Linked DNA regions of Mus musculus: all the other regions are linked to region 1. A link is a contact called in public Hi-C, HiChIP or PLAC-seq and promoter capture Hi-C data. All regions are on one chromosome and are shown on one strand. Each heading gives the region's core, a stretch centred on a gene start, on an enhancer-like site or on the middle of the called end of the contact. The rest is flanking DNA. Distances are from core to core; before and after follow the strand shown.

Region 1 (4,802 bases), core at 1,457-3,956:
ACCCTCTGATTTTCATCAAAATCTGTCAAAGCAAATAGAGACCCTGAAGTGGCAAATGAGGCAAACCCTGGAAACCACAAATGACTCGACTTAAATTTACATGCTGTGAGACCACAAATGCTTTCCAAGTGTTATCTTGTAAGGATGTGTGGCACACACTCCTGTTAGCTTCATCCTGAACTCTTCTGCACTGACAATTGCTTGCTTCAAAATTTCGCTGCTACATCCTTTGCCTCTAATTTTCTCTTGGTGTGAATCTGTGAAGCTAGAGGAGTTAAAATGATCAGGTGTGCTGTTTTAGGTTTGGGTGGTGCTGGGATCTGATCAAGGCCCTTGCACATTCTAGGACTCTTCCAGCCGAGCTACGTTGTCAACCCTTGGGTTTTGTTGCTTCTGGTTTTGGTTTTGTTCTTTGGAGGTGTGTCTTACTGTGTAACCCAGGTTACCCTCAGACTCTTTTTCGTCCTGTCTCAACCTTCAGACAAGAACCTCCATGCACCGCAAATGTTTCTTGTTCAACAGCATAACAAAAAAGCTAACTTGATATGTGTCTTTTTACCTATCAAGTTTGTAAGCCCTCCAGCTTCCAAAACATTGTTGAAAACTATGTTTATGGGCTGCTAAGAAGGCTCTGGGGTGAAGGCACTTAGCACCATGCTTGAAGACCTGAGTTCAAGTTTTCAGGACTCACATGGTGGAAGAAGAGAACCAATTTCTCAAAGTTCTCCTCTGACCTCCACATATGCACTTTGACATGTGTGCACATGCATTCACGGAATAGACAAAAACAAACAAAGAGATGTAATAAAAAGTTAAACTGTATCTTTACAAATTAATGGTGAAAAAATAGGTTTTTAAAGGGATATATTTCTATGAGTACATACAGAATGCAAAAGTAAAAGCATACAACAAAGTACTGCTATCATTTCTAGCTAGTAACTTTAAACAGGATTTTATTTTTTCTTTATTTAAAAACTTCCTTTAATTGCCAGCTGAAGTGGCTCATACCTTTAATCCCTGAAATCAGGAGGCAGAGACAGGTGGAGCTCTTTGAGTTTGAAGCCTTCTTGGTTTACATAGTGAGTTCTAGGACAGCCAGGGCTATGTAGAGAAACCCTGCCTTTTTTCCCCCTGTAATAAATTCATGTATATACAGTTTTGTATCTAGAAAAGGTACATAGGATAATGTTTTTAGGTTGATTGAATATACCAATAATATTTCTACACTGAAGAAAACATATCTGTGATCTCGGTGTTTAGGAAGGAGGCAAGCCGGGCGGTGGTGGCGCACGCCTTTAATCCCAGCACTTGGGAAGCAGAGGCAGGTGGATTTCTGAGTTCGAGGCCAGCCTGGTCTACAAAGTGAGTTCCAGGACAGCCAGGGCTACACAGAGAAACCCTGTCTCAAAAAAACCCAAAAAACAAACAAACAAACAAAGGAAAGGAGGCAAAAGGGGTTTAAGTTTTCAGCCAGCTCGGGCTACATCAGGAATCTTTGTCTTAAAAAACAAAAACAAATAAGAAACATAATATCCCTTCTAGAAATTTACATCCTATGGGAGTATCCTGTGGTAATTACATGATGGATCATATCTTTGTAAATACTTTCTATAATTCTTTGTCTCCCCAGCCAAGCAAGCAGCTTCTAGTTTATGTAAGTCATTGGTGGGAAAGGTTTGCAGGTCAGCGAGAAGAACGGAGAGAGAAACAGAAGCAGGACTCAGTTGTTTTGTGGTAACACCACACAACATCATTCCCTCAGTGCTACTCCGTGTTAGCATTGACCCTAAGCCAAGGTTGACAGGGACAAGATTTTTGGCAGCTCTGGAGAATTATCATCAATACTGCAAAAGGTGTGTTTCTGTGGTTATAGACACTGAAGTAAAAATATAATGCATACGGTGTCATGTTGCTGAAAACTGACCTCATAGAACTTAACCTTCCCTAGGGAGGGCAGAACTCCCGTCTCCCTCATGTCTGGGTAATGGGACTCATGAAGCTGGTCTCAGAATCAGAGAGAAGATCCTGCAAACATAGCTATTTCTAAGAACCGCATCTTTCTTGGCTGCTTTAAGACTCCAGGCGGAAGCTCACCTGTTACATTTTCCCATTTTGTCATGCTTAGCTCTTTCCTGGCTCGGGGCCACCGGGGAGTGTATTTATACCTCTATGCTGTTTGCATTTGGCTTTGTCTTGTGGCCTTCAACAAACAGGTTAAAAAAAAAAAAAAGAGTGGAACGGCTCTAGGTTACTTTATTTAGGAATGAAAGCCAGCGGCTGAACTCGAGCGTAAATCATCTGCCAAGGATATTTTTATCTCCCGGATTGCTTCATCTCCAGGGAACCAGCCTGGAGAGCTGGGTGGCTCCCTTTGTCTGCTCCATCCAGGGCAAGCCCGTCCCCCCAGCCCCGCCCCACCTGTGCTCGGAAGGCCGAGGAGCTGGCTGGCTGGGTGTTTTTCTTTTGCTTTCACTTCTCTCTAGAGAAAATACTTAGAAAGTGAGGCTGGAAGTATTAACTACACTTGAGCAGTTCGGTTCAATTCAGCAAACACTTGTGAAGTGCCGACTGTGTTTAAAGTACAACGGCTCATTCTGCGGAAGAGTCCTTCTCTCCTTCAGTGTCTTAGTAATCTCCCCATTCCTGTCGTCTCCCTTTCTCTTTTTTTCCTCTCCCTCCCTCCATTTTCCCCGCCCTCCCTCGCTCCCTCCTACTCCTCCCACTTCTTTCTGTCCCTTCCCCTCCTTTCAGTCCCTTCCTTTCCCTGCCCTCTCTCCTCTACCCTCTGTCCCCTTCCTTCTCTCCCTCTCTCCCTCTCTTCTCCCTCCTTCACTCTGTCCTTTCCTTCCCATTTTGCTTTTGTCATTTTATTTTTCCTCTTTCCCTTTCTCTCTCCTTCCTCCATTTCTTTGCCTCTTTCCTCTTTTCCTTCATATAGATTGCCTTCTCTCTCTCTCTCTCTCTCTCTCTCTCTCTCTCTCTCTCTCTCTCTGTGTGTGTGTGTGTGTGTACAGCAAGTAGGATTACTTTGCATGCGCATGTTTGCACAGCCAGAGACTGTCTCTTTGTGGTGTTTCTGTAGTTTTAATTTGCATGTGAGTATTGGCCATAGTCTGTCTTTCTGTCTCTTTCTCTCTCTCCCTGTCTCTTCTTCTCTCCCTCCCAGCCCCCTGTGTGTGCACACGCATAGATTTACTTTGCATGTTTGTATATTGGCCAGAGCCTGCCCTCCCCCACCTCTTTCTCTATGGAAGTTTACTTTGTGTGTATGTGTACTGGCTGTGTGTGTGTGTGTGTATGTGTGTGTGCACATACATGCGTGTGCATGCACACAAGTGTGTGTGTGCAGATTTACTTTGCATGTTTGTATATTGGCCAGAGCCTGCCCTCCCCCACCTCTTTCTCTATGGAAGTTTACTTTGTGTGTATGTGTACTGGCTGTGTGTGTGTGTGTATGTGTGTGTGTGCAGATTTACTTTGCATGCACATGCATTGGCTGCCATGGAGGGAGGTCTTTCTTCTATCAGTCTCTAACTTATATTTTGTGACTGGGTTTCTCAAGGAGCGGTGGTTCAGGTCGGCCAGCGGGTCTGAGAGCCTCCAGGCTCTTGCTGCCTCTTCCTGCTGCTGCTGGGTTTGGGTTTATGGGTGTGAGCCTCTGCACTTCAGCTTTCCATGGGTACTGAGGTCTGAATTCACATCCCTAGCTTGTGCAGCCAGCCCTTTCCCCGTTGACTCACGCCTGCAGCCTGCCCACATTCTTATAAGCCCTTGTCCCAAGTTTCTATCATAACTCTAGTGCTCCTCAGATGCTTGCTCTGAAATGAATGGCATTTTACTTCATTTTTCTTTTAAACAAATAACAAGCAGTTATGGAGCCTGATTGCTGTTTATGACTGACTTACAGTGAGACCGTCTTCAGGAGATGGGATACTGGTGTGGTATTTGTTAAACTCCATGTGATACATCTGCCCAGAGTTAGTACTCTACATTGGCTTAGTAGTGAAAGCTGTAGGTGAGAGCTACCCCAGACTGGGCATTATGATAAAATTCCCACAGGCCAGCATTTCTGCCCTGAGATCAAACATGAAGGATCAGTTCTTTTGATGCGGCTTCCAGGTGGGGCCAGTAGAGTGAGACTGGGGAACGTGGGCTGAGTCTTCGGATAGCATCTACCACAGGATGTGGTCCTGGACTTTTGAACATAGGAACAAAATTAAAAATCTTCCTCTTGGAAATCTGTGGGCTTAGTGGGTCATTTCTGAGCATCCCGTTCTGGACTGGGATGCCCACTGACTGTTCATTTCGAAACACAAAGCAAGGCCTACCTCTGAGAAGGAAACCATTGTTGACTGGAGAGTCTCCTCCAGGAGGGCCAACTCAGGAACTGTCCAGAGACTGGAGATCACCAAAGAACAGACAGCGACCTCTGTGTGCTACGCTGACAGTGGTGAGGACAGTCCCGAGGACCGGTCCTCGCCTATAGCCAGCAGTGGATCAGAAGGAGGCTGAGAGCTGAGCAGTCCGGCCAGAAAACATGGCCTCATGAGGAGCTGAAGCCCAGTGGAGACAAGAGGAGGGCCCTCTGGAGAGAGGCAGCAGGTGAAGCTGCAGCAGTGGCTAAGGATCTGACAGGGCTTCGAAGAACATCAGTGAGGGGAGGGAAAGAGGCCCAAATCCTGCAGTAAGTAAGCAGTACTTTCTACTTAGAACAAAGACGTCAGTACTGTAGTCAACAAGCAGATGCTAACAAGACTGTATCAGATCCCCACTGTATAATCCAGGCCAACTCACTCCCGTCG
Region 2 (4,798 bases), core at 134-2,633, 320 kb before region 1:
AAATTCCAACAGTAAAATGGATATAAAATGGGAAGTCACCATTTGTTCTCAGACCTCCTGTGTGGGCATCAAGGATTGGGAGACAATGACAGTGAAGTGAATTTCCCTAGTGGCTTTCCCTGGGTGCTGAGAACCATGAAGGATGCATAGCCTGTGCACACACATGCTACGTCACAGAGTGTGTGAACACAGAGCCCAGCATCCAGCACCAGGGACGTCACTAAAGGAGACCCAGGGAGGCATCTGGAGATGACTGCAAGGCTCTAAGTGGTTTAGCAACGAGTTGGACTGCAAATTTCAATGTGTGCAAAGACTGCATGTCAGCCTGTTCTGAAGTCCCCATAGACCTCATCCCTGCAGAGCCCAGTCACTGGCATGACACAGAAATCCACCCAACATGAAACCCAGGAGCTGGATATAGACAGGACAAAGGGACTGAGTCAAGAAGTCTTAGTAAGTAAGTCTAAGTAATTAAGATGTGTACATTCTTCTTGGCTTTAATTTGAATTTGTGTAACAAATTGAAAGACTATCCTGCTAGAGCTAAGGTTTTGCTACAGGCTGTGAGAAACAGGAATTCTTAGGAGACACTGATCAGCTCAAGCAAGGGCAAACCCCATGCCACCCTGACAGAGCAAGTAGAATCTCCACCAGCCAAGGAGCTCGTGACGCAGACAGCCCACACCAATGACAACACACAGCTAAGACAGCAAGGGGCACTCTTTCCAAACCTCTGACTTCCTCCTGACATAACTAATCCATATATTTAACAAAAGTAATAGTCCTATAGAGTTGGGAAACAGCATAGTCAGATGCTAACCTACATAGATCTTACAAAAACATACGAGTAAAGATATGCATACTACTGTCTTATACTTCCAAAACCTACACCCAAATTCAGTAGGAAGAACCATTTAGGACTAATGGTTAAAGTCCCTATATGCATTCCCTGGTAAACAAGGTGGGCCCGTCACTCAACTTGACAGCAGAGCTGTGAACAGGCTACAGAGACAAGAGCATGGTAGTGGACCACAACCGTGGTGGAAAACTGGCCTTTGATCCCAATGCAACATCAGGCACTTCCTTAACATGCAATGTACGGGTCATCGGAGGAACAAATATAGAACTGTAACACTCACAGTAGAGATGATTTCTTAGCTGTACTAACAAATTAAAGTTATATGGCTGAATGCACAGTATGCAAAGAGGGGAAAGCCATGGTCCTCACCTTAGATGCAGGACCAGTCAGCTCTCTGGATGTTCCTGGTATCTCTAGGAGGGGTCACCTCCACCTTGCCTAAGCCCCACCCCCACAGTGTTCAGTACACGGGGAACAGCTCTCTGTAGCCGCAGTGAATGGTGCACTCGACCAGGGCTTCCTAGGGCCCAGCACACTCACAAGCTGCTGGGAAACGGAGGAGAGGCCAGGGAGGACCGGAAGGGGAGCCAGAAATGTTACAGAAGCAAAATCACAAACAGGTGCAATACAAAGTAGCTACTGTGACTCCAGTTGGTTGAAAATTCCTCTTTATGCTTTCAAACCTGGTTAAGGGCCACACAAGATAGTTGTTCTAGATGGTTGCTGTTGTTTTTTTTTTTTTAATTGGGGTGGGGGTACAGGGTCTCTTTGTATTCCTGCTGGCCTGGAACTTACAATATAGATCCTCAAAGTCACAGAGATCCTTTAGTCTCTGCCTTTCAGGTTCTGGGATTAAAGGTGTGCCACCCCCTTATAATTATTCTTGTTCCTTTATAGGAGCATTTATTTTTTTCTTTTTGTTTTAACAAAAAAAATATATTATTCAGGTTGGTCAATTTTTGGCTCAGATCTGAAGTAATTCTCAGCATCTTCTAAAAACTCAAGTCTGCCATTAAAAATATACTTTTGAAAATATTTCAGAGTGTTTGCGTGCGTGCACGTGTGTGTGTGCATGTGGGCTCGCAGACACACACATACACACACCAAAAAACAAAACCAAGCAAACACTGGAAATCCAGCAAGGCGGCTCAGTGAGCGAGGCAGGTGTTGCTAAGCCTGGAAATCTGAGTTTGATCCCAGGATTCACTCGGTCAAAGAAGAGAATCAATTCCCCCAAGGGGTCCCCACCTCCACATGGATGCTACAGCATGTATAGCCCAGCAGAAATAACTGTAATTTAAAAACAAACTCCAAAGAAAGAAAGAAACAAACAAAACCAGAGCAGCAGTCACAGAGAAGTGACCGCATTTTAAGCCATTCAAAACCATCTGAGAGAAGGACCTGAAGCCAGGCCCTGGGATGCGTGCTTTTCTGACGACTTGTGTCAGATGCAAAGACATAGTACTTCTGGAAGACGCATCCACTTCTCTTTTCAAGAGAAAAGTAGAGATGGATGCCTCCAGCATCACAAACGCATGAACAAGCAGGAATCAGTTCTGACAGAAGTAAACACAGACCATGCTGGGACTGGACAGTGGTGAACGGTGTTGCCATGACGCTCTCCGGGAACCGGTCATAGGGAAGGGCAAGACACAGAATACAGAACAATACACATCCTCATGTTTCAGAGAAACAGCAAGCCTTGATACAAATAACTCAGAAAGAAAATGAGAGAAGCAACACTAAGGGCAAAGGCAGAGGCCAGGAGAGCTGGAGGCTATCACAGAGATCAGACGAGCCCAAGCAGGTAAACAAAGCGAGGCAGATAAAGACCCCGTCTGGGAAGAACCACACCACCTATGCCGATGCTCCATACATGGTAGCCATGCCTCTGACAAGCACCCCCTTCCCCTGGAGTGTATGCTCGAGGTCATTCTGGGATAGCCCAAGCAGATGTTCAGAGCAGAAGCCCATTCCCTTGCAGACTTACCTTGGCAGTTATCTGAAACTCCTCGTGTTCTTTCAACAGCTCCTGTGTGTGCTGAATGCTGGACCCTGTTGAGGTATGTGTGGAAAGGTAGAACTCCCCATTGTCGTGGATCCACTCTAATGCCTAGAGGAGAGCAATGCAAAATGGTCACGGGCTAAATATTTAAGGGAAGCAGACATTTCTGCACGCCCCGCTCATGGAAGCCACAGTCAGCATGCACATCAAAGAGTAGCTCCTCGGGCAGACACACTTCTGAAAGGAGCATCCTGGCAGGGGGGAAATAATCCTGCCACTGGTGTAGCAATGACCAGTGGTTCAAGGGTTTCTTATGACTACGAACCTACAGGTCTAACAACAGCACAGTCGAAGAACTCATATCCAGTGTCACAGAGGTGGGCAAAGGATAGTCTGAAACTGAGTTGCTGAAAGTCTAGATAAACCGGGGACCAAAGTCCCCACTGGGCAGATGCCAGAAGATGTCACCTTTCTTGCCTAGTGACAATGCCTGAGGTTCAGGTGCCAAGAACTAAAATGAAATCAGACTAATTTAAACGCACGCTTCTACCTAGGCTATGGGGAGGAAAATCAGCATTTAAAAAGCATGGGCATGCCTATGTGCCCTTGAATCTTAAGCCACCGTCCTAACATGTTGATACTGGAATATCCACTTCGCTGTTTCTTTAAGATACACTATTGCATCTGTGGCAGAGCTTGTGTGTGTGCGCGCGCGTGCTTGCGTGCGCGTGATGGTCAGAGGTCAATTCAAGCTATCATCTCTTAGGAGCCATCCATCCATCCTTTTCTTTGAGACAGTCCTCTCAGGCTTGGAACTAAGCAAGCAGGCTATGCTCCTGGCAGCTAAGCCTTAGAGATCTGCCTGTCTCTGCTTCCCTCGGGACTGTGATTTTAAGTGTACACTACCACAGCTGGGTTTTTTCTTTTAAATGTTGGTTCTGGGGTTCAATTTAGTCCCCAGCCCCATTTGTGGAATTTTTTTGTAGGAACAAAAGGAAAGGAAAGGAAAGGAAAGGAAAGGAAAGGAAAGGAAAGGAAAGGAAAGGAAAGGAAAGGAAAGGAAAAAGTCTCAGGTCACAGGCACTTTAGCTATCAGCTGCACATCTTCTTTCCTCGTGCTTGCGGATGGTCACTCTGCCTCTGAAACAATGTTTATGCTGATAGAAATGAAGGTTACATTAATCCACCAATTCAGTGTCCACTGTTAAACACTCTCAAGTACATACTGTAAAGGCAGATGCCTTCACAAATAAGAGCAGCCTGAAGCCCAGCCCGCTGTCACGGCTGGGGAACCGGGGAACCAGAAGGCTGCCCCTTTCCTTGCAGTCTGCAAAGGCAGACAAATAAACAAGGAAGTCACAGGTCGCAGCAGAGATGGGAGGAGGAGGAGGAGGAGGAGGAGGAAGAGGAGGAGGAGGGCCTTGCTAGAGGGAGGCCAGGAGAGATGGAAGGTGAGCTGGGACCTGCGGGCTCAGAAGCAACACAGGGACAGCACATGTGTGATGGGGCTGGCTCAGCCTGCCCCTGGGAAAGAAGTCAGAAGAGGCCTGAGCAGAGGCTGCTGGGAGCAGGTGAGCTCACGCTGTCACAGGCAGAGCTTGGAGTTCTTTGCAGAAGGAAACGTGGCTACTGTAGAGAAAAGAGCTGGAATGGAGCCGGAGTAGAAACGGCAAAAGGTCTGCTGGGATGAAGAGAGAGGGCAGAGAGAGGGACAGGAGGTCAGCACCCCTACACTAAAGGAGACAAAGGTGGGATGTACGGACAGTAAAGGAGAGGCAGGAGTCAGACACACCTCGTCACTCTTAACTGAGTACGGTGAGAGGGCAGGACACAGGGAGTCAGGAATGCAGTTTTGCTTCTGGTGAGGCCAGAGTGGAGAGGCGCTGAGGAGGTACCCGATATTTATACATTTGGGTGTCAAAAATAGAGGTCAGG
Region 3 (4,371 bases), core at 1,341-3,840, 380 kb before region 1:
GATTTTTGTTTGAGTCAGGACTGTGTACCCTTGGGGGAGATGAACAGCAGGATTTTTCTATGGACACTGATCTAAATTGTCAGAGAGGGGAAAAAGCACCCAAGAAACTGGCCACTAATGAACTGTAGGGACTTCAACTCAAAGTCAAAAGCAGATTTTGTGTTAAGATAGTAGTGCTGCATGCAAACACACACACACACACACCATTAAAAAAGAGAGGGAGAGATGTATGAATCCTGTGAACTCCCAGCTTTCTGTGATCTTTGAACCTGGCACCACTCTTTCTTGGTGGTCTGCATCATCCCTGGGATGTGTGGTGGGGTGGGGTGGGGTGGGTAGGGCTGGAGAGACAGACAGTGTCTTTGCAGAGCCCTCCTGACTTTCTCTGGTCAGCACACAGCCTGATGATGTCCACAGTGAGCTGTGTGGGACACTGCTCCTGGGTAAGGAGAAGGAAGGGGACCTATGGTGGCCCTGGAAGGCCTGAGCCGAGGCTCCCACTGAAGATCCACGGGTGAGGGTGCCGGAGGGGACCCCACATTGACCCAGGCATCTCCACAGAAGCAGAGTGACATTCTGCAGAGCAAGAATGTCATCTGGTCTATTTAGCCCCAAAGCAAGAGGCCTTCTGAAGGCTCTGTGATGAATCTAGCTTTTCTGGTCGGTTGAGATCCTTCCTGGTGCCCAAAAGTCACACTGTTCTTTTCCATAAGACAGATTCTTAGTGTCACTTAAAGACTGTCTCTAAAAACAAACACACAAACAACAACAAAGCCCACCCAGGGGTTGGATTACTCAGTACTTAGTTTACTGTTGGAAGAGGGATAAGGAAGCTCTTTATGTTATGAAGTAACAGTGTCTTGATTCTTAATTTATGCTTGTGACTCCATCTCCCAACTACTGCAGTGTTTATTGTTGCCTGAACAGAGGCAGGACTCAGCATTCATGGAAACACACAGTTAATTTGGGGGCTGACAGTCACATGGTGCCCACATACCATTCTGGTTTCATAGCCCCTAATGCTGTAAGGACCCATGATAGTTGTGATCATAATGTCCTTGAAATAAAACCCCAAAGCGAGAGGCATGGACACATTTAACCAGGGACACTTCCCACAGCGAACATTTATACTTCTGTTTACTGTCTTCTTTCTTGTTAAAAAACAAACAAACAAACAACAACAAAAAAAACAAACAAAAAAAAACCCGAGGTCACCTGGCTTGCCTTGCTAAAGGGGGAAATCTGCATATGTGGGGGGAATTTAGATGCGTTTAAAAGCTAAAACCCTCCTTCATGTGGAACAAGGGACACACAAAGTCCGCCCCATACAGCGTGGTTAAAAGGGACATTCTGCAGTTAAGCCACGTGGTTTGGTTGGAATGGTGATAAGACTACACTTCGTTCATACATAAATGTATTATTATTCTTTCAAAATTAAAACCAGATTCAGAATGTTAGCAGTGAAGTGTTTTACTGCCTCAGAAATGCCCGGGTTGTGTTAGTATGCACATAATCGAGCCAGCTATGAACCGTGCAAACTTATAAATGTTGTCACAGAGCCCATACCAATGTGCTCGTTTGTATGCAGCGCTACAGGGCAGTGGGGAGGCCCTGGAATGTTCTGCAGAGAGCTTGCCAAGTATTATCACTCTCCACATCCTCCACGGGGTGGGTTAACTCCGGCTCCAGTCTCAAGGGATGCGATATTAGCTTGGAAGAGTTATAGCTGTGGAGGGAGGAAGCAGATGACTGACTCTCCCAAACCACAGAGCCAATATCCAGCACATTATATGGCGAGGTTCCTGGTTTAGTTTAAAAAAAAAAAAAAAAGAAAAGAAAAGAAACAAAAGAGTCCTAATCCAGTAAGAATTCTTCCTAAATTGCATTTTAGTAACACAACAAAATCAAAATGGTGCTGAACTAAAGCAAAGAGCATTTGAACAAACATACATACCACTACTGCCCACAGGCTCTGGGAGGAAAAGCCAGCACGCCTGTGGGCATGCACACACCACAGTCCACCCAGAGCACACTCAGGGCCACGCAGGTCCCAGCCAGCTTTACGTCATCTTGCTTTCCACCTCTTTCCTAGGCCAAAATGGCATACTTCTGCTTTGGTCATTACTTAGGAACTTTTAAGTACCGTTAGTTCCCCTATTTCTCGCGGGGGTCGGGGGTGGAGGGGACGGTCACACACTGAAACAGCAGCAGCACAAACCAAAGAATGAAAAGAACAGGCTGGGGTGCCTTTCTTTGAAGCAGCTGAAAACTCTCTGTCCCATTTCTGGAGCCTCAGGGAACAGGCAGGAGGCTTTCTAAGAACGCGCTGTTATAAGAATCTCCCGTGGTCAACAGAGTCCTCCTGTAAGAACTCCTCCCTGAGCTATCCAAGCTACTTAGTGCTCACTGGTGAGAGGGAAGGAGAGGGGCCTGGAGTTACTCCAGGACGAAACAAAGCAGCCGTGGAGACAAAGGGAATGAGAAAGACGGCCTCTGCTAGGAACACCAATTAAAGCAGGATCCTGTCCTTGGCTTTAATCAGTGCCCCTGTGATAAGGCGGCACTGCCACCTCCAGGGAGCAAGCAGCCACAGGAAGCAATCAAGCAGCCTTTGCGTAGGGCTGGGGACGGAACAGGATGAGGACAGCCACTGTGCTGTGTTCCTTTTTAGATGAAGAGAGAGACGAAAGGAGAAACATTCAATTGTCAGCTCCCATGTTACCACAAGCACAACATATCCCTCTTCTCTGTGCCAGTTTGAGAGAGGACTTTGGTGCCACTGGGCCCCGCCAGCTTAAGGAGACAGAAGAGAAAAGGAAGTGGCCTTAGAACTCCACCGAGTTGCGCGTCCCAGCTAACAGTTGTGAGTTCTTACTTTCACTACAGGAGTAGAGTTGACTACAAGGTGGCACGCAGAGGCGTTTTCAGCTGTGCTTCTGAGAATAAAAGGTGTCAATGAGGAAGACATGGACTTGCACACAGGATGCCTAGAGGAACACACATCCAGTCACTCAGGGCTCGATGTGAGGATGCTCAGCTGCTTCTATTCCCTGGGGGTTTTCCGGTTGTTATAGTTGGGCATCCTGAGCCAATCCTTCACATTCGCATGGTCTTAGGAGAGAACTGCAAGAAATTAACCGGAGCCTCCGGGCTGTGGCTGCCCAGTCCCCACCCCCATGCCTGCGGGCAGGAAGAGGAAATAGGGGCTCCCTGGACAGATTCCAGAGCTCATTGCTCCAAGCTCCCCGTGTTTATGGACTTGCTCACTCACCCCAGAGGCCAACCCCGAGCACCTGGAGGAAATTCTTCAGAATGAAAAGCCATAAATCTGTGTTCTCCTTACAAAGATAGACCAAAGAGAGATTGCAGCTCACCAGCAAGATGTCTGGAAAAGTCAATTCGGGGTGGCTAGGGCTCCCTGCAAGGAGAGTCCCATGGCTGATTACTAATATCTCAGGACTCTACATGTGCTGTAAAATCAGCTGTAACCTTAAATGTAATTTCACAGCATTTCTTTCCTGGATGTATTTTCCATCAAGCATGGAAAACCTTTTCCCACAAAAGTGAGAGAACAAAATAGTTTTATAAATGTATTTCGCTTAAAAAAATCAATAAACAAATTTCAATGAGAATTCTGAAGTGCTGGTGGGTGTATGGGAGGAGGGGGGAGGTGCCATGAACCACAGACCATGCTCTCACAAGGACATATATCCAAGGTCATGCGTAGAGTGAGGAGAGACAGAACACTGGTTCTGTTTTCCACAGAACTGGTCCCTGGGGCACTCATGCACGCACATGCACCATGCTGTAAACTTTGAATGAGTTGGTGGTATGTAAGTGGGAGAAAATTGGAGAGAGACTTTAGACTGCTCAATCGTTAATGTGAAACAGCCAGTCTGCATGGCTGAAACAATCCTCCGGCGACACTTTGGTATTTGTTTATTCACACTGAGCTGAATATCCTGTGTTTCCATCCTTTAGAACAGGTTCGAAAAGATTTGAAACCAAATTCAGTGCTTACTGTGTGGATCTGTTCACTGTTAGGAAGGACTCTTCCACAGTTTGATGCAGACTAAGAGATATGCAGAGTGCTGGGCTGGGTCCCAAAGGGAGTAGCTAACTCAGAACGAGCCTGAGCCGCCTCAACAGCCACCATCTTATTGATACAAGACTTGCTGGAGTTACCAAGGGTTTATTTAAGACAGTGTATAGGAAAACCCCAGCACAGCGGAGTGGAAGTGAGGCAGGAAGTCCCTCCCCTTGCCAGGAAACTCTTCACGGTTCATAGCTACAGGAAAGTCTGTTTTCTTCAGTGGTGTGATACTGGGCATATCAATCACACAGACATGGGTTTTTGTTTTTGAGAGAAAG
Region 4 (4,189 bases), core at 692-3,191, 270 kb before region 1:
GTACTGACAGTCACCTGCCCACCATCCCTGCTCCCTGGATCCATCTGTCTGCTGTCAGTGTGGTCTAACTCATCTACCCGTTCTGCTGACTCTGCCCTGAAAGGTACCACATTTCCACGTCTTCCACACCCGCCCCTCTGCACACAGCTATGATCTGACTGCGCGCTGGGAGGAAGTTCCCTATTTTTTTTTCTCAGCTTCAGTTTCCCTCCCAGTCAGCGGTGATGAGCATGCGCAGTTGAAGATTTAAATGTGTCCGCATGACCCACCACGGCAACCATGAGGCAGCTGCGCGGCACACACACCTGTCGTTGGAATTATAAATGCAGTGAGGGACTCCAAGCCGACTGCACTCTCTACTGGCTGCCCAGGAGATCTAGGTCTCCTGAGGAGGCCTTCGTAAGTGTGTCTCACTCCCCTCTGAAAAGCAATGTCTCAACCTCGAACCATTTAACGACTGTCTCCGTGAGCATGACCAACTCCACACAGAACTGGGGAGTCCACCAGGGAACCCTGAAGCTTCAGGGCAGCAGTCAAGATAGACAGAAGTTCACTGACAAGTTCATTGGGCGTGGCACATTTCAATATGTGAGATTTTTATTTGTAAGTTCTTTATAATAAAGTTTTAACAAACAAACAAAAGAAGTATTTTAAAGTTGAAAAGGATTTTGCCGGGCAAACCTAACATCTAAGCTCCAACCTATCGCCTACCTGTAAGAGCTTCTGGAAGGGATAGAGGGGGGAAGACTTTCAAGAAACAAAAACAAAACAAAACCCTACAACTCTTTGTGGTATATTCTTTATATTCCTTAACTTAAAAACAACAACAAACCAAAACCAAATCAACCAACCAAACAAACAAACAAAAACCCAGGGCAGTGCAAAGTCAAACGCTTGGCAATTCCTCTCAACTTCCAGAGACTTGAAGCAAGGCACTGCTTCGCAGTGTTGGAGATAAACATTTGCTGGATAGGTAGAGGGAGCAAATCCCCACAGCTGAATCTTTTTTTTAACCCTGAGAGAAGTACTTCAGGGACTATAGCTTGGAAATACAATCTATCTGTGTGGCTCAGCCATTTTCCCCTTAGCACTGGCTCTTCCCACCAGGAATGTAAAATTACTGCTGACACTGTGTTTCCAGCAAACACAAAAGCGCCTGAAGTGATGTGCACGTACCCAGCGCTTTATTAAGATAAGAGCAGATGGTTATGGAATCCTGCTGAAGTTCCCAAGCCTCCCACAAGGCTACTGTCTCTTTAGAAAGCCTGGGTAAAATTTCCTTCTTGGCAAGGAGACTGTGGATTAATATATTTGTGAAAGTCACAGCATCTTAAAGACATGTGCACAAACCCTTCATTTAAATATAAGAAGATTAGCAAGTCACTGGATTTTTATCACCCTAGTCCAGCCGCCATCTCTGATCACACTTGTAGCCAATGGTTGTCAATTCTGTGTCATAAAAAAAATAAAATAAAAATCCCAGCCCCATAAATAGGGCAGGATGGGTCTGCCCTCCCCCTTAAGCTGAAGAACAAGTCAAAAGTTAATCTTTTTCCTCCCTACATGGCTCAGAAGCAGAGCAAAGAATCTAGGAGGCTAATACCACCTTCCTCTCTATGCAGAAGGCAGGGTGCCAGCATCTTTCCTGTTCATCAGCGCCCTCTAGTGGACAGCTCCAAGGTCAAGGCACTGAAAAGAGTGCAGCACTTACATGCTTCAGCTAAATGTGCAGAAAACTGCTGACGGTTTGACCTGACTCCCCCTTTCGTAAAGAAAAGGAAATCACTGAATAATGACAAACCTGACCATGATGATGGCACAGTGGGCTTACATGAACTAACAGTCATCTTGCCACCTGAGCACCTGCTGCCGAGACAGGCCTGCACTGTGCGTACAGGAAGCCTCTGGCTCCCCAAGGAACCACAGAAGGGCCATCATCACTCTCAGTCTGCAGGGGCAGTAGGAGTCTTGGTTATTCTGCAGAGGAGCCAATGTGTAGGGTAGGGAGGCAGCCTCCCAGTGTTTTCTTAAGCTTCTGTTATTGCCTCTTCTGGGTTGGCACAGCTGACGGGCAGGTGCTGCTACTGCGGGAAGGAGAAAAGCTCTCCAGCATCGGAACACGACTGGGAAGAAGTGGTTCCGCAGAGTACAGACTCAAACTGGGCGAGGGCCAGTTAGCGAGTGCTCGGGACAAGCCCCGGCACGTTCTCCTGCGCAGGGGTAGGGTTCTAGCCATCTTAAAACCACACCCAGCCTGTAAAACAGTGTTCTGTAAGAGGGTCCTACTCCCTAATTAATGTGCCAGACTTTGGGGACTCGTCTCTCTGTGACTATTAGTACAAGAACTTGTGACAGAGTGTAATCTTCACTTAGCCCTTCAGTGTGTGCCTGGAAACACTGTATTTGATTATCGGACGTGTCCAGGTTTCGCCGCAAGTCCACAGATCACAAGGCTTTCTAAGGTCTGAAGACGCCATGGCTCTAAATCTGTACCCACTCCCTGGGGTGCAGTATGCACAGACTTTCACTATTCTCCCTTTCGAGCTAAAAACAAGGCTCCCGGAAGTCAACTCAAGAGTAACGCTTGACATGCAGGGCTTGACCTAGTATATGGTCTTAGGGGTCAGCACATTAGGCGAGAGGGTGGAAAGTCCGGCTGGAAGCCGTGGCAATATCTTGTATAAACTGCATTTTCATCTCTAATAATGCTGCTTGTACAAACTAGACAAGAAATCTGACATTGCCAGAGGAAGAGTATACAAACCACAGTACTTAAGGTAACCCGGAGAACATCCAGATAAAACACAAAAAGACGTGTCCACTTCAACGTGTGTGTGTGTGTGTGTGTGTGTGTGTGTAATGTGTGTGGGCGTGCCTGTGGGGGGGGGAGGCTTGCCTGTGTGTGCCTCTGTGTGTGTGTGCCTCTGCCTCTGTGTATGTGTGTGTGTGCCTCTGTCTCTGTGTGTGTGTGTATGTGTGTGTGTGTGTGTGTGTGTATGTGTGTGTGTGCCTCTGTCTCTCTGTGTGTGTGCCTGTGTGTGTGTGTGTGTGTGTGTGTGTGTGTGTGTTGTTGAGGAAAGAGCCCAAGACTCCAGCAACTGTTAAAAGACAGTGCATAGTGCACAATGGTATGTTTTTACCATGCAGTCCAAATTATCCTAGGACTCACTGTGGACCTGCAGGTTTGCCTTCAACTGGAGATGACACTCAGCCTCAGCAGGCCAAGCTAATAGTGTTTTCTGCCCTATCAATGGAACCTCCTTCAAGGTCACATGTTATAGACATTATAAAGACAGTATGTCATTTTACCGTAACTGTGCAAGGCCTTGTGGTCTCGGGGGAGCTGGATCATACAGATCATAGAAGGCTAACTAAAGTGGGATTCCATCTACACACCTATGGGGAAGCTGTCATCTGTGGCGTGGTGAGAATGTCTGATGACATGGTTTCCTTTGGGGTCACCCATGCTCTTTAAATAGCACAATAAACTTGCCTGCTCGCCAAGGTAGACTTTGGTGTAGTCATATTTTTGGTGATCTTTCTCGACAGGAGCCTGTATCTGTTTATATCTCCCTAGAAAAAGGACTCACACAACAAATACAGTACCTCTGTACCCCCAGTGGGAGGAAGACATACAGGTGAGAAGATTCTAGAATGACCCAGGTCTGCTCAGTCACTTAAGAAAGGTCTCCTCACTGTTTTTCTTCTCACAGGGTTTCACTAATGCTGCCTAGGCTGGCCTTTGTCTCCCAGGCTCGAGTGACCCGCTTGCCCCAGACTCTTGAGTAGCTGGGACCATTGGCACACACCACTGCGCTTGACTGCCTGGGAAAGCATGTTTTGTAATACAGCATCTACGTGGAAGGAATGCTTCCAGGAGGTAATTCCGGAACGATGCTCACCCATGAGGTCCCGGGAGCAAAAGGAGGCTTTAGAGGGAGTGGTCTCCCTGCCTGATGAGCATCTGATGGCCTGGCTGGTCTCAGGAAAGTAGACTGCCAGGCCATGTTCCTTGTCGTGTTGGGTAACAGAATCCCAGCACTCTAAGAGCTGGGCAAGCTGAACAGGCGGGGCAGAAAAACAAGTCTGAGCGCACGCTGCTTTGGATGCCTTCCCTGACAGTGAATGACCCTACCTGAACAAGTGTGGGGCAGGAAGCACCACTGCCAAACTCAAATGCAGGCTTAAG
Region 5 (4,765 bases), core at 1,974-4,473, 300 kb before region 1:
TGCAGTCGCCAATGGGTCCCCACTGTGGAGACTCTAGCTTGTCATCTATGTGTCTCAACAGGGACCTGGAGGCCAAGCCTTGGAGAGCACTGAAGCGGGCTGACAACCTCCGCCAGTATGGAGGACTGATGCACTTCTTGTTAACTGAGGATAACAATAAGAGGCGTAGAGAGAAGTTTCTTTTATGGATAACAGAGCTGGAGTCTGGACAAGCAGCTAGCTGGAAGTGCCTGCTGGAGGACTCTGCCATCTCCACAGCCACCAAGCAAGGTGAGGCTAATGTGCAGGCAGGATCAGCTCACATAGGACCTCCCTAGAGCTAAGAGGACCCAGGGCAGTCTGTTGGGCCCTTGTCTCCTCTGTACCAGTCTCCAAGCCTCTGGTGGCACCTCAGGGCCTAGCCAGGGTGTGTACCCCATAGGTACTGTGGGTGAGCTCTAACTCAGGAGAGGCAGTGAGCGAGTCCCACGATAATGCACTGCCAGATGCCTGCAGTCACAGGCTAGACCTGAGAGGTTCAGAGATGCTGAGTGAGACAGACCCCTCAAGTCACAGGCTAGACCCGAGTGGCCCAGAGGTGCTATGACAGACTCCTACAGTCACAGGCTAGACCTTGGCAGTCCAGAGGTCCTGAGTGAAGAAGACTCATGTGGCAATCCTGACTGCCGGGTGTATAAACAGCCAGGCACTAGGACATGAGCCTCATGCAAGCTTTAAAGTTTTAGGAAGTTCTTCTCGAAGTGTCTGACAGATCAGTCACGCTCGCTCATTCAGACTAAGTCTGCTCCATGACATCAAGCAGGAAAGATCTTTCTCTGCAGAGCACAGAGCCACCTCCCCCTTTTGCAGAATGAAGATGAAAGAAGCGCATGTCTTTCTTCTCTGTACGCATCAAATATAAAAGTACACTTTTGGTAGAAATTATAGAAAAATCAGAGGGTATATTCGTGGGGGTCGATTTCTATTCCTTAAAATACAAGGGCTGCAGTCAGCCCCTTTATTCAGAGAGAAAACAGAAGATGGAGGGACTTGTGAGGGGAGGAAGAGGCTCTCCCACCTTACAGGCTGTTTTCTCTCTACAAGGGGAGAGTGCAGTGCCATCCTGCACTGCTCAAGCAGGGCTGATCTGCCCCTGGGGAACGCGATAGCCGACTCCTGGTCAGGGAGGCCCCTTCTTCATCCCTGCACCGTGGCCTCACACCCTTCTGTCTTGTTACCTGCTGCTTCCTTTTGCCCAAGAGCTTCGCTTGCCCCTGGTACTCCATACACTCTGTCCTTGCTGCCTGCACTGTCCCCCTGGTCTTCTCCCTGGCCCCCTGCAGTCTCCCACCCAGAGTGCAGAGCTGACCACCGGGCCTCCCCAATGGCCAAGGAAGTGTCTGTTCTTCCTTGTGTCTCACCCCTCTCCTTGCTTGGTAGAGGCGCAGGAGTGGAGGACACAGGAAGGCATCCAGGGACAGGGCTCCAGGGCAGGGGCTGGCCACTTACATCGATGGCATCCCGCTCGAAGATGCGCAGCTGCAGGAAGAGCTCCAGCTTGATCTTGCGCTCCTGGAAGAGCTCCTCCATCTGGGACTGAGCCTCGTCCAGCTGCTGTAGCACCGTCTCGATGTGGTTGATGGAACTGTTGTGCGGAGTTTTGTTACTGGAGATGGCGGAGTCCCTGTGCGGGTGAAGAAGGAGACGGGACTTCAATGAGACAAACAGGAATTGAATAAGAAAGTCTCACATTGTTAGACACCAGATCCGGCAACGCAAATCTTCAGGGGAAGAAGGCTGGCAGGAAGCTGGACTTTGTCTCAGAAAAGGGAAGACGCTGTCCTCTAGCAAAACACCGCCAGCCCCTTCCTCTGGGCGGCTTGTCCCACCATGCCTGAGGCTGCAGAGCCACGGCTGTGTTCCTCCCAGCTGAGCTCTGCATGGCTCTCTCACAGAAATCAACTATCACAGAAAACCACCTTAATAGAGAGAACAGCTGGTGCCCAGTCACTGCAGTGGTCCTCCTCCTCCTCCTCCCTCCTCCTCTTCCTCCTCCTCCTCCTCCTCCTCCTCCTCCTCCTCCTCCTCCTCCTCCTCCCCGGGAGGTTAACTTCTAATCAATCAATGAAACCCTGACTAAGTAACATCTCCCTCTCTTAGGGAAGGGGAAAAATCATGTAACACTACTGAGTCAGTGACTCTTCTTCAGCTGATGTGTGAGTTCGGAGCAGGGGGCTACCCTTAAGTGTGTGTCTGCCCCCCCAGTGCCCCCACCCTGTGACTCAATAAAAGGAATTTTCAAATCTGCCTCCAAAGGAAACAAAGGCAAGCTGGCCCTGCCTCCTGCCCAGAGGAACGGAAGGATGTCACCTCCAGGCAGGTTGAGGGGACCAGAGGACGTGATCTTAGAAGAGATTCAACCTCATCCTTTTTAAGGAAGTCTTAGTAAGGTGATGCTGAAGTAATGCTAACAGAGTCAAATTCCCACAGTTGTTAGTGTTAAGACAGACAATTACGCAGCTGAAAAACTAACGGGGTTTGGGGGTGGGGATGAGGAGAAAACTCTCCCTGGCCTTCTGGAGAGGACACTGGAACTATTTGTTCAAGGACTGATAAAGGCAGGAACCTGCTGTGCAGCTCTGGATCTGCGAGGGACCAGGTGGGGGTGGGGGTGGAGGGGGGTTGAGGCCCACCTCAGCTGCTGGATGAGGTCTTCTCCTTCCTTGATCACGTTGACAGTCACCTGCAGGGTGGTCTGCTGCTGCTGGCCGAATCGCTTGATGAGGTCCTGCACGGCCTCCACCGACTCGGCGTACACGTCGTCCAGCAGTTCCTTCTGTAACTCCTCCAGCCATGTCCAGAGCTGCAGACAGACAGACGGCAGAGGGCACTGTGAGTGAGGGCTGCAGACACCAGGCCACTCACATGGGGAAGAGGATGGTGGCGGGCTGCTCCCCGAGAGAGGGAAGGAAGAAAGAAAGGAAGGAAGGAAGAAGGGGGAGGGAAAAGGAGAGAGAGCGTCCTGAAGAGTCCAGCAACTAGTGGGACACATGCAGAGAGAGCGCAACATGCCACTGCAGTGTGGGGCAAAAATAAACCGGCAGCGTGGCGGAAGAGGCTGTCACCGGGGAGAAAAAGGAAAGGGAAGAGAAGGCACGCTGCCCTTCTGCAGAGGCCCAGTCTGAGCACCGTGGAAACACCGAGTCACTCGGACAACAGGAACATCCGTCATCGAGCACAGAGGCGCTTGCTCAGAGACCTGACTCCTGCTTTGGTCTCAGCAGAGGTACGACACTTCACTATTAAGCCACCAGTCAGACACTGGTGCTTCAGGTCCCTCGAAGCAGAGCAGAGAACACCAGGTTAAACTATTCCCCACCACAGCTGCGTGATGGAGAGGACCGTACCCAGGACCAGCTGCCTGTCACGCAGCGTGTTCATCCTACTATGGGAAGACAGTGTGATCACAGTGGGTCTTGGCTCCTCCCATCTAGGATTTGGAACCTGAATTCTATGTCTATATTTTCCAAAACAGAAGAGCTTAAAACATCAACTCTGTGCCTGCTCATTGGATGGCAAGTACCACATATATAAAATATGTTCTTCCTGTTACAATAGATGTTTTGAATCTGGTAGGCCATTTTAAATAAGAAAAGTGCTGATAAAGTTTTTATTTCTCAGCCAAGTTACCCATGGTGCTACAGGTTAATTTTACTAAAGATATTAAATATCTGTTAACTGTTCTTGCACTGTCTGTCTTTGTGTACACTGTCAAGTTTCATAACACGAGAACTTTACTTATACAGTCTTAAATAAAGGCTGCTTGACTCATCCTGTAGATCAAGGGGAAAGGACCCCGGGTGAAGGAAGCTGGTAACCCTTCCTGAGGCCTACACCATCCTCGGAGGTTTACTGCCAGTAAGGATCTCACCTGTGCTTTCCTTTGTTTCTGCATTCACTCCCTGCGTGCCAGCACAGTGGCTGCACTTACAAATGATAAAAAGGACAAGAGCTTCACGATCCTGAAGATCTGCCAGCTGGCTCTGAGACTCTCTGTGGAAACCACACTTAGCTGCCATAGGTTGTACTGCGCTGTAATTCTAGATATCACTGTACAGCGCTCTATGGGGGTTGCAACCGCACCAGAGTGGAGCTGGACAGCAGTACCACGGTGGTACCACCTGAATCACACATTAGCACTCCAGTGCACAGTAGTACCACAGTGGTACTGTTTAGCCTTAAGGTTTGGAGTAAGGCTGGAGAAACTCTTTAGCAAAGCATAACTGTGGGCCACACACATCAGCTAAATTCTCTATGATGCAGCTTGGTAGGACAGGATCTAAGAAATCTCCATGCTCATGGAGGAATTACCAAGACAACAAGTGAAGGAAGATGCAGTGGAACATCTGTGCAGACAGGTGTGCTCCACAAGCTAAGCACTCTGTAATTAACACAGGATGGATTCAACTTAACGCAATAGACGACAGGAGTCTTCTCAAAGAAACAGAAAGCAAATGCTGCTCCAAGCAATAACCAACCCCTTAGCAAAGTGGACTGCACTGTTCCCCTGATGAGTCCAAGCGTTTAGCCTGCTGTGATGACCAAGTCAGTGGACTTTCCTAAGCTAACAGCTGCCTTCCACCAGACCAGTGGCACTGCGAGGGTGGTTGGCTAACCAAACACAGAACTCACCCACTGGGTTCCAATGACAGATACACTTGATCATGGCACTACCAGAGCCCTCTGCCCTCCCAAGATAGGTATTTATTAACAATGTGTTTCTTTG

What was found. Hi-C and Micro-C count contacts between places; a contact is called where the count stands out from the background. HiChIP or PLAC-seq counts read pairs in DNA pulled down with a chosen protein or histone mark. Capture Hi-C pulls out chosen DNA fragments and counts their contacts.
Region 2: a promoter capture Hi-C map of pancreatic islet shows a contact between it and region 1. The contact joins two enhancer-like sites. A contact is called at or near these places in 1 of 115 datasets of contacts at active chromatin or transcription factors (bone marrow-derived macrophages) and 2 of 9 other capture datasets (adipose tissue and pancreatic islet).
Region 3: a contact with region 1 is called in a Hi-C map of nephron progenitors, with 4 times the contacts expected there. The contact joins two enhancer-like sites. A contact is called at or near these places in 1 of 484 Hi-C or Micro-C datasets (nephron progenitors) and 2 of 115 datasets of contacts at active chromatin or transcription factors (embryonic basal ganglia and embryonic limb bud).
Region 4: a contact with region 1 is called in an H3K27ac HiChIP or PLAC-seq map of epiblast stem cells. The contact joins two enhancer-like sites. A contact is called at or near these places in 4 of 484 Hi-C or Micro-C datasets (bone marrow-derived macrophages, embryonic fibroblasts, nephron progenitors and 1 more), 11 of 115 datasets of contacts at active chromatin or transcription factors (bone marrow-derived macrophages, cardiomyocytes, embryonic basal ganglia and 6 more) and 1 of 9 other capture datasets (embryonic stem cells).
Region 5: a contact with region 1 is called in an H3K4me3 HiChIP or PLAC-seq map of bone marrow-derived macrophages, with 9 times the contacts expected there. The contact joins two enhancer-like sites. A contact is called at or near these places in 8 of 484 Hi-C or Micro-C datasets (bone marrow-derived macrophages, brown adipocytes, cortical neurons and 3 more), 1 of 115 datasets of contacts at active chromatin or transcription factors (bone marrow-derived macrophages) and 3 of 9 other capture datasets (adipose tissue, embryonic stem cells and liver).

Annotation. Positions count from the first base shown.
Region 1 is chr15:28,156,690-28,161,491 of GRCm38.p6, forward strand. It overlaps a transcript of Dnah5 not described here. Among named protein-coding and RNA genes, the nearest start is that of Dnah5, 45 kb to the right of the region's middle. Within about 2 kb of position 2,707, at least 278 of the 459 cell types and tissues checked have an H3K27ac peak or open chromatin away from gene starts, as enhancers often do. A contact at or near this core is called in bone marrow-derived macrophages, embryonic limb bud, epiblast stem cells and 3 more, where this site is marked.
Region 2 is chr15:27,835,933-27,840,730 of GRCm38.p6, forward strand. Trio (triple functional domain (PTPRF interacting)) reads right to left here. Exons shown (of 57, transcript NM_001081302.1): 21 at 2,849-2,971. Among named protein-coding and RNA genes, the nearest start is that of Gm29975, 160 kb to the right of the region's middle. Within about 2 kb of position 1,384, at least 2 of the 459 cell types and tissues checked have an H3K27ac peak or open chromatin away from gene starts, as enhancers often do. A contact at or near this core is called in pancreatic islet, where this site is marked.
Region 3 is chr15:27,781,216-27,785,586 of GRCm38.p6, forward strand. The region is part of intron 34 of Trio (triple functional domain (PTPRF interacting)); the gene reads right to left. Among named protein-coding and RNA genes, the nearest start is that of Otulinl, 100 kb to the left of the region's middle. Within about 2 kb of position 2,591, at least 256 of the 459 cell types and tissues checked have an H3K27ac peak or open chromatin away from gene starts, as enhancers often do. A contact at or near this core is called in embryonic limb bud and nephron progenitors, where this site is marked.
Region 4 is chr15:27,882,885-27,887,073 of GRCm38.p6, forward strand. All of the region lies in intron 9 of Trio (triple functional domain (PTPRF interacting)), which reads right to left. Among named protein-coding and RNA genes, the nearest start is that of Gm29975, 110 kb to the right of the region's middle. Within about 2 kb of position 1,942, at least 100 of the 459 cell types and tissues checked have an H3K27ac peak or open chromatin away from gene starts, as enhancers often do. A contact at or near this core is called in bone marrow-derived macrophages, epiblast stem cells and trophoblast stem cells, where this site is marked.
Region 5 is chr15:27,853,393-27,858,157 of GRCm38.p6, forward strand. Trio (triple functional domain (PTPRF interacting)) reads right to left here. Exons shown (of 57, transcript NM_001081302.1): 12 at 2,673-2,842; 13 at 1,489-1,663. Among named protein-coding and RNA genes, the nearest start is that of Gm29975, 140 kb to the right of the region's middle. Within about 2 kb of position 3,224, at least 65 of the 459 cell types and tissues checked have an H3K27ac peak or open chromatin away from gene starts, as enhancers often do. A contact at or near this core is called in bone marrow-derived macrophages, where this site is marked.